Regions from separate parts of the Zea mays genome. Here regions 2 and 3 are each linked to region 1. Evidence: chromatin contacts called from public Hi-C data. All regions are on one chromosome and are shown on one strand. The core of a region is the stretch at or near the end of the contact, and the rest is flanking DNA. Distances in the headings are between cores, read along the strand shown. Region 1 holds the start of LOC100280888 (aminomethyltransferase). Region 2 holds the start of LOC100194044 (40S ribosomal protein S20). Region 3 holds the start of LOC542727 (enolpyruvylshikimate phosphate synthase 1).

Evidence for each region. Hi-C and Micro-C count contacts between places; a contact is called where the count stands out from the background.
Region 2: a Hi-C map of tassel shows a contact between it and region 1, with 4 times the contacts expected there. The contact joins the promoter of LOC100194044 here to the promoter of LOC100280888 in region 1. A contact is called at or near these places in 3 of 25 Hi-C or Micro-C datasets (bundle sheath, ear and tassel).
Region 3: a Hi-C map of ear shows a contact between it and region 1, with 2.4 times the contacts expected there. The contact joins the promoter of LOC542727 here to the promoter of LOC100280888 in region 1. A contact is called at or near these places in 2 of 25 Hi-C or Micro-C datasets (ear and tassel).

Annotation. Positions count from the first base shown.
Region 1 is chr9:24,182,459-24,185,396 of Zm-B73-REFERENCE-NAM-5.0, forward strand. LOC100280888 (aminomethyltransferase) reads left to right here and starts at 1,398. Exons shown (of 5, transcript NM_001367145.1): 1 at 1,398-1,949. The coding sequence starts at 1,468. LOC100502305 (glycine-rich protein) reads left to right here. Exons shown (of 7, transcript NM_001414447.1): 7 at 671-1,169. The coding sequence ends at 795.
Region 2 is chr9:24,534,195-24,537,218 of Zm-B73-REFERENCE-NAM-5.0, forward strand. It overlaps LOC100194044 (40S ribosomal protein S20), which reads left to right and starts at 1,330. Exons shown (of 3, transcript NM_001377195.1): 1 at 1,330-1,532; 2 at 1,631-1,744. The coding sequence starts at 1,403. It overlaps LOC111590248 (small nucleolar RNA SNORD36), which reads left to right and starts at 1,857; the gene lies at 1,857-1,942. It overlaps LOC111590252 (small nucleolar RNA SNORD36), which reads left to right and starts at 2,057; the gene lies at 2,057-2,141. LOC111590250 (small nucleolar RNA SNORD36) reads left to right here and starts at 2,610; the gene lies at 2,610-2,688. It also overlaps LOC111590251.
Region 3 is chr9:24,560,323-24,563,450 of Zm-B73-REFERENCE-NAM-5.0, forward strand. LOC542727 (enolpyruvylshikimate phosphate synthase 1) reads right to left here and starts at 1,663. Exons shown (of 8, transcript XM_008661109.3): 1 at 1,063-1,663; 2 at 293-534; 3 at 40-193. The coding sequence starts at 1,362. LOC118473432 reads left to right here and starts at 3,086. Exons shown (of 1, transcript XM_035962814.1): 1 at 3,086-3,128. The coding sequence starts at 3,086.

The DNA of each region.
Region 1 (2,938 bases), core at 148-2,647:
CGATGAAGAAGATTTATTCCTTCTAAGAGGTCGCAATCCACTATACAGTTGCATCTTGTCTGTGTATTTATTTATACTAAGTCGATGCTGAAATTTGAAGTAATATAAATACAAAACACCAAATCATTTTTGTTATTCATTTAGTAGAGCTATCATAATCTGATGTGAACACTGTGGAGTTAAACATGTTGCTTGAGCATCTTTTACTAGACTCGGTGCACATTGTGTGGGTAATAAACAATGTCCATGAATACATGGCAATAGTGACTACTTTGGATTCCAGAAATGGTTAGGATGAAATCTTACCCCACGACTTCTATCCATGCCTGACAACGAGCAGGGCCATTCATGGTTATGAACAGGTGAACATGAGCATCTCTCTGCTGCCCATCCTTGTAGTCTTCCTTCTTTACCGATTTGCTAGGTGCTTACTTCTGCTTTGCAGCAGTAACTGGCACACAGGTTTATGCAGCAGCCAAAACTGCGGCATATTAATAACTGAAATAATGCTTGGATTCTTCGTCCTGAGATTATGTTGGGAGTCTTCTGTAGTTCTGAATGTGTGCTTTTCTACTAATGGTTTGTCAAGATGAGTCCTCTGCAGCTTATGTTGGTCCACCGAGATCCGCGTTCTCTAACCTTGAGTCGTCTTTCTGTTGGTGTACCGCAGGTGACCGTAGCTCCAATGGACGTGACCGGCGATCGGCCTCAGGCTGGGCGCTTCCTGGGACCGAGCAAGGCCGTGATCCGAGGCGCAACGGGAAGCCAAAATCACGGGTCATCCCTATCTCCTGAAGAGCATGGACGGAGTAGATATATAGAGTAGATAAATAAACAGCTGGTTTGTACTACTATGCAAGGTTTAGGTTCAAGATCGTTTCAAGGAAACGACCTGAGGTCCAGGTAACCGGAGTCCGCCCAGCACCTCGCGTGCTATTGTCTGATTCTGTAGCTGTACAGTGCTCTGCTACCTTATTATCCGTGATGTGAAACAATTTGTGTCGTCCAGTCTTGCTGTAAAATCATCATCGCGTATATTGTAAACCTGAGTCGGTATGTCTGAGTTGGCTTTGCTGTGTTGTTGCTAGTTGTTTGGGTCGCTGAAGGATGTGAAGCGATCTGCTTCTGTGTTTGCGTAAAAAAAATAGATGCTCTGCTGCTGGCTGTCCAAACCGAACCAGAGCCAGAGGGGACGTCACCCGCCTGGCCGCCTCGGATTGATCGTGAACACGCCGCTTGGCCCCGGCCGTGGTTTCTCGTCCTTTCCTCCTACCTGCACGGCCACGCGGACGACGGACCCTCCCTCCTCACGCCACGTCTGCCCCCTGGCCACGCGTGTCCACCCCACGCTTTGGCACCATCACGTCCGGAAAACAAAAGAGAAACGCCCAGAACCCGTCGAACCACCACCAAGCAGCCCAACCCATCGGTTCGACAACTTCACAGACCAGTGAGTGACACACACCCATGCCGCCGCCGCCGCTCGCGCGCCGCCTACTCCTCCAGCCGCTGCCGCGCGGCGCGCGCGCCCTCCACACGACCCCGGCCCCGCGCCGCGGCCCGGGGGTGCTGGCCTGCCGCCTGGCGTCCCGCGCCGTGGTCCGCTTCGCGGGGCCCGAGGCGGCGCGCTTCCTCCACTCGCTGCTCACCAACGACCTCCTCTCCGCCTTCTCCGCGGCCGGCGCGTCGTCGCCGCAGCGGTACGCGCCCACGCCGAACGCGCCCGCGCGGGGCCCCGCGGCGCCCGCCTACGCCGCGCTGCTCACGCCGCAGGGCAGGTTCCTCTACGACCTCTTCCTCTACCGGCCCCCGCCGCGGTCCCAGATGCTCGACCGCACAGGATCCGCGCCGGAGACCGGTGAGGCCCCCGAGGGGCACCCGCACCCGCAGGAGGTACTCGCAGACGTTGACGCCGCCGAGGTGGACGACCTCGTCGCCTGCTTTAAGAGGTGACGGACTACCGTACCGAGCCTGTTAACAAAATTCAGCGCTCTATAATTATAAGGTTTCAGTCTATGGTATGTACAGTCTGTTGGGAGTTCCTGTGACCAAACCGCGGCCCCGAATAGTAAGACTGAATTCGAATTTTGGGCTAATCAGCAAAAAAAAAAAAGGAAGCGCAGAGCGCAGCACTCCTTAAGACAAAACAGCAGGCTTTTTTTTGCTGGATAACGTGTTCGGAAGTCTAGATGGTATTTTGAGTTCACAGACAGACTGATGGTCATTTTCGGTTAGAATGATGAAACTAAATTGCACGCCTATATTTTGTTGTGCACTTGATTTGGCATTTTTATGCCATAATTTGAAGTCTCAAGTGTGACAACTTTTCAAGTGGCAAAATTCTTGAAGATCATCACGGAACTCACTGCTAGGAGTGTGTATCGTTAAGCAGCTCACTGTTGGCAATTACAGACCTTAGTTGGAGATTTTTGTGTCAAGTAAGAATCATAGTGATGAACTGTCCTTGCAGTAAGCAGCTTAACTTTAGCCAATTGTTTGTTAGGTTACTTGATAACATAAGAGTTCGCACACTTGTAGCTGAAAGATCCTCCATATTGTGTTAGGCCCCGTTTGTTTCGTTGGAATTGAATTCCATTTTAATAATTATAATTTAGACAAAACTAATTAAGTTCATATATTTATATATGTAATATATTTGTATATTATCTTAAATCATATGAGAGAGATAGTTATAACGAAGCAAGTAGAAGAGTGTGCTATAAGTTGTACATTGAAAAAATAGCATGTAAATTTATAGAATCAATTTCTATCTCTCACCCATGAATTTGAGATAGGCTTATACGATAACTTTGGAAAGTGGTGGAATTTCACATTCTAAAAAAATAGCTTATTCCAATAGTAAGATTCCAATTCCTCAAAATGAAAGGAAACAAACGGCGCCTTATAGTTTTGCGGTGAACCTGGTAATCCAGATAAC
Region 2 (3,024 bases), core at 80-2,579, 350 kb after region 1:
CAGAAAAGAAGTGTGGGACAGGAGATCATATTTGAATCAGCTTGCCAGGTCTCATTTGGTGGCACCCCAAAACTAGCTCAGTTCAGCGCTCGCTCGTGGTAAAAGGTTAACTAATCTGCATCACAATCCACATTAACACGACATGGATTCAAGCGAATCTGGATGAAGCTAAGGGCCTGTCTTTACTTCAAAAACTTCAGATTTGATTTTCCAGCTTCACCATAAAATAACTCCAACAAATTATTAAGGTGGGGTTTTCAAAAGCGTTTGGCTTGCATATGGACTATAGCTTCTATATTACAATTGATTTACGTGAGTTTACTTAATTATTCTTAATGATTAGTGGCCTGTCGCGAGAGAACGGAAGTTGTATGTTGCGTAATCAGTGATATGGTAGGTAATTTTCGTACAACTTCATGAGGAGATATAAAAACAATGTTTTTGAAGCACCCTTTAAAAAGCTTTATGAATTCATGAAACTTGCCTCTAGTTTCAATTTTTTTAAAGCTAGAGCTCGTGGAGCTGGACCTGTTTGGGTGAAAAAAATTGGAACAAAGTTGAAATTTTTGAAGTGAAGCTCTATCAAACAAGACCTAAATTAGGCTTGGTTTGGGATGGATTAGCATGGAAAATGAGCTGGTTTTCCACTTCTAGTCTTGCCCAGCTCAGGGCTTGTTCGGTTAGCTCTCAATTCATATGGATTGAGTGGGATTGGGTGGGTTTAAATCCCGAGCAAGTCAAACTTCTTCTTAATTTTTTCCAATCTCATCCAATCCATGGGTAACGGGATTAACCGAACAAGGCTTCATATGGATTGGATTGCAATCAAAAGATGTGGATTTGATTGGATTCAGTTGCAGTCAAACAAGTCTAGGAAACAATAAAAAGTTGCACTATTTTCCACGAGGATAGATAAATATATGTGTTACAAATCCTTGTTCTGTTGTTTTAACGTTGATAGATAAATACGTATCACAAATCCTTGTCCTGCGACTTTACAATCGATGGACGAATATGTGTCACGAATCCAAAGCAGACACAGTTCCTGCTACGGACGGGTTTTTTCCCCCGAGAGGAGATGATTCTGGAATCTAAACTCGACACGTGGGCCGTGGCGGGCCGGTGGCCGCAGCCTTGCGGCCTTGCCCGAACCGGAGCTTTTGACGGGCCCACTATCATTGACAAACCCCACCTCCCCGAAGGACGAAGCTCCGATCCAACGGCCAGATCACCTCAGCCACATCCAACGGCCAGGCGGGGTCTCACCTCAACCTCCCCGCCTCTACATAAATGCCTCCACCACGCGAGCCTCAAAACCTAACGCTGTCCGCCGCCACCTCTCCTCCGGCATCGACGAGGCGAAACCCTAGCGCCCGAGTCCCTCTCCCTGCTCCCACAACCCATGGCGGCGGATATGGCGTACGCGCCGCCGATGAAGGCTGGCAAGGCCGGGTTCGAGGCTGGCATGATGGATCCACAGCACAGGATCCGCATCACGCTCTCCTCCAAGAGCGTCAAGAACCTCGAGAAAGGTACGCTCGCCGATGTCTTCTCCTTTGTTCATGCGGCGTTGGGTTGGGATCGAAGGACTGACCTCGTGCTCGTTGTTGCGGCGTTGCGCTTTGAGCAGTCTGCGGGGATCTGGTGAAGGGCGCCAAGGGTAAGGAGCTCAAGGTCAAGGGCCCCGTGCGGATGCCTACCAAGGTGCTCCACATCACCACCAGGAAGTCTCCCTGTGGAGAAGGTGACCTCTCCTTACCTCCCCCTCAACTTCTCACGTCCAACAGGAAGGTCTCGAATCGTCACGTTTGTTGTGATGGATATCTAGAGCTGTGGGTTGCGATGTGTGGTATGCTGAGCAGATGATGTTAACATCTACATCGACTGAGATCTTTCGGGATCTCTGATGTCCAAAAATCGAGCTTTTTAAAACTGATGCTTAGCGTATTGTCACCGAGAAAGATTCATCTTCGTTTACGGATCATGTTGTATTAATGTGTATCAACATTTAAGCGCATTTGTGTGGTGTCGTATTCTTTGGATACGATCTTAGGCTGAACATATGATGTTAACTAGGAGATGCTGCTGAGATATTACATCATTGAAGTCTCTAAAACCGAGCTTTTTAAAACTGATGCTTGGCCTATGATAGTATGTTTAGTGCGGATCACATTCTAGATATTGCATGGTTTTAGCTAAACATTGGTTTAGTTACTGTTTTTGATCATATACTACTTTCACACTGGCTGTTAAATAATCTTTTTGTTTGGGCCTGTCTCAAATTTAGCATGCATCGTTTAGTATTGAATAGGCTTTGCCCAGAGTTGGTAGTCTTGATGGTGAAATTGCGTGACCAATTTTGGGCATTCAAGGCCTTTGTTTCCTGATTTCCAACAGTTGCTGCATATTTTTTAAGGGAACAGCTGATGCATATATTAAGTTACCATATATTCTTTTTTGATACCTTCTTGCTTTCCTAAATATCCTTCTGTATCCTAGAAAGTTAAGCTCAATACTGAGCATCTACTTTATTTTAGGGCTTCACCCTGTCACTCTAAGTTATCTGAGTTAATGTGTTGGGCACTTGGGCTTGATCTTTGTTGTGGGCTAACCATGTGATGCTAAACAATTTACTCCTGAGATTTTCTGAGGACTTAACAAATTCGAGCTTTTTAAAACTGATGGTTGGCCCCATTTCATTCTCTAATCATTTTTACTTTTACTACACTTTTGAGGATGTTCTTTGTTTCTTTGTTAAATAGGATCTGCACTTGTATGCCTTGAGTATATGGGTTATGTCATTTTGTTACATTGAATGACCCTATGTATGGTAGGTTAATATATGGGTTATGTCATTTTCAGACTATGGTTTTGTTATTTTCTGGACATGCTGGGCAGGTGATGATGATGTTTGGACTGATACTTGATGTCTCAAAATCGAGCTTTTTAAAACTGATGCCCAGTTCATCCTTGACTTAAATGCTGTGATGTTTCTTATTATCCTCTGACAGGTTTTCTTTTCGG
Region 3 (3,128 bases), core at 413-2,912, 380 kb after region 1:
TTTACAGAAGAATGTAACATGTGGCCCTTAGTAGCTAACCTTGCCACCAGGTAGCCCTCCGATTCCATTGACACGAACAGGTGGGCAGTCAGTGCCAAGGAAACAATCAACATCTGCACCAAGCTGCTTCAATCCGACAACCAAGTCGCCAATGGGTCTCTCCCTCATTCTTGGTACTCCATCAAGCACGTAACTGAAGTTCAAAAACCAATACACCATAAGCCACTAGACATACCCATGGGTTTCATACTAACTCCAGCAAGTATTGTAGAGAGAAAGAGAGGAAACATACGTTGCATTTCCACCAGCAGCAGTAACAGCTGCTGTCAATGGCCGCATTGCAGTTCCAGCATTCCCCAAGAAGAGCTGCACTTCCTCTTTAGAATCCTCAACTGGGAACTTTCCACCACAGCCAACAACTACAGCTCTTTTGGCAGCTTTGTCCGCTTCGACAGAGAGACCAAGAGTCCTCAAGGCCCCGAGCATGTAGTGGACATCCTCACTGTTCAACAGGTTATCAACCACTGTTGTCCCCTGATCAAAGATTAAAAAACATATAATTAATAAGCAACAAGTATTTTGTTATGTTAGTAGCGAGGTTACCTTTTTTTGTTGTGAAATCGTCATTAAGAAGTTAATGATGCTAGTTTTCTGACAAAGTTTGTTAAAAACAACGTAAAGGATCGTCCGTGCTCCACTGTTTATCATGACGATGGCATAAGATCAACCCTTGAGGGCGAGTTCTTTGCGCCCAAATTTCATAAGGTTGTTCACCAAACACCAAGAAGAGACAGCATGCCATCACAAGAACGAGTAGCCGAGTACAGGCCGATAGGGGAACATCCAATTTTCTAGTGTTTATTTACACCTAGCTTTTGCGGTACCGATTTATCAATATTAATCCGTATACAAACTACTAGACAAATTAGAGAGAGCTAGGCATGCGACATGCGGTGCATCTGATCGTGAGATGGATTACACCGAGAATCCATGGTATTCGACAGGCAAAACATTTAGGTAGCAGTGAGACAGGGCAGCGCAGCAAGCACCAAAATCGCTCACCTCGGACAGGGCGGCGAGCAGGAGGATCCGGTTGGAAAGCGACTTGGACCCCGGCAGCTTGACGGTGCCGGAGATCTCCTTGATGGGCTGCAGCACGATCTCCTCGGCACCCGCCTGCACCGCCGCCGCCGCTGCCGCCGCCGGCGGCGCGGCGATCACGCGGCGCCCAGGCGCCCGCAGCCCGCGGACGGCGGGGCGGGCGGGCGGGCGCGCCGAGCTCGGGCGGTGGTGGCGGCGCGACGGCGCGGCGAGGTCCAGCGACACGGTGCCCGCGGCGGCCTTGGTCGCCATGGCCGCCATTGCCGACGCCGATGGTTGGTAGGGCGGGCGGCCTGGGCGCGCGGGGTTGGGGAGAGTGGGTTGGTTTGGTTCGCCTCGCGGTTGGTGGCGTGGACTGGACTGCCACCTGCACGGGGTCGGGGAGGAAGAAATAGAAGCGGGCTGGGAGCCGGTGAGGTGAGCCTAGGACCTGACAACTGAGAGAGAGGAACGGCAAGCTCTCGCTGCCTGCCACCAACCCCCGCGACACGACGCGCTGCAGCGGTGCCGTCTAGTAGCAGATCTGGGCGCGAGAGAGACCATGAGAGGGGCGAGGGGGAAGTAGGTGGGCGCATCCGGCGGGCCGGAGTTAGTTGTTGGTTTTTTTCTTCGTCTTCCTTTTCCACAAGTGTGCACACTGGACACGAATGAAACGTTAGAATCTCGAATCCAGGACGGGCCGTGATTACATTCATTTTTTTTTCGAGTTAGCCTTTCACGAAATAGTTTTGAGTTAATATAGACCGTCTCTTAATATTAAAACCTAGGAACATCATGATCTAGAAGTACGGCGAACCGATGATTATATCGTGTCGGTTCAAGCACGACACATATAAAAACTGATGTGTATTTTAAAAATATACAAGAAAGAGAAAATATTTAAAATATATTACTATGTCTAGCAAAGTGACTTAAAATTGATATATATATATATTAATATATATATATATATTGTGTTAGGATATTCAACTAAGTATCAATGATTTCTATAACATTTTTTTGAAGAGATGAAAATTATTGGAACATAAAATAACCATTAAAATATTATTTATTGGGTTTTAAATCGTGCCTTACTTTGTGTCGTGTCGGTCAAAACACGACACATCTAATCGTGTTGTGCTTTGTCGTCTATTTTTAAGGCATCGTGTCAGACTATGTTTTAGACTACTATTTTTAGGTCGTGTCTAGACGGTCCCAAATGTCACTACCAAATTTACAAGTAGACCAGCGTTGTTTTCCGTTTTTTCATCCAAAATGGTACTTTTGGAAAACTTTATAAGCAAGAAAATATGAGGAAAATCAGAAACAATTGCAAAACTGATTTTAGGTATTTTTCTAGCCAATGTTTTGGTCCTCGAATTTTACGCATAATTTACACAGAATTGTTCTACGAGGAGCAAAAGGAGATACTAAGATCAATGATAATATATGTATTGTTCGTTCTTATTTAATATTGTGTACTAATATTTCATCGAATATTTACGGGTGTCGCAATGTACAGCATAAGGCGATTATTATGCAACTATACCTTATATGTAAGTCTGCAAGCGAACCTTATGTTCCGTTGTAAAAATCTAAGTGAGTTGGTGACGGAAGAGTCTAAGGGCATGTACAACGGCATTAACTTTGCCGTCTGTATACTGCCATCTCAGCAAAATAACCTGACGTGGAAGAGATTAAATGAAGGGAGAGATCGCTCCCGTCGTCTCGCAAGGCGACGGCGACGGCTCGTGCTCCCATGCCTTATCGTCGGTAAAATCGCCATTGTACGATGCGGCTGCGACTCATCGACAAGCGAAGGTGATTTGATGTGCGTGTGCCTGAGTCTGAAACTGATGTGCGTGTGCATGAGTCTGAAACTGTTTGCGTGTCCTGTGCGTGTCCTGTGCGTGTCTTGTGGACAACATCAGTTTTGCGTGTGCATGAGGATATGCTCCTGTATAAATTGTTGCAGGGTGTTAGCAGGTTAGTCACTCCATCCACAATGTCAAACGAACCAGAGGGAGAGTTTGATCCTTTCGAGTTGG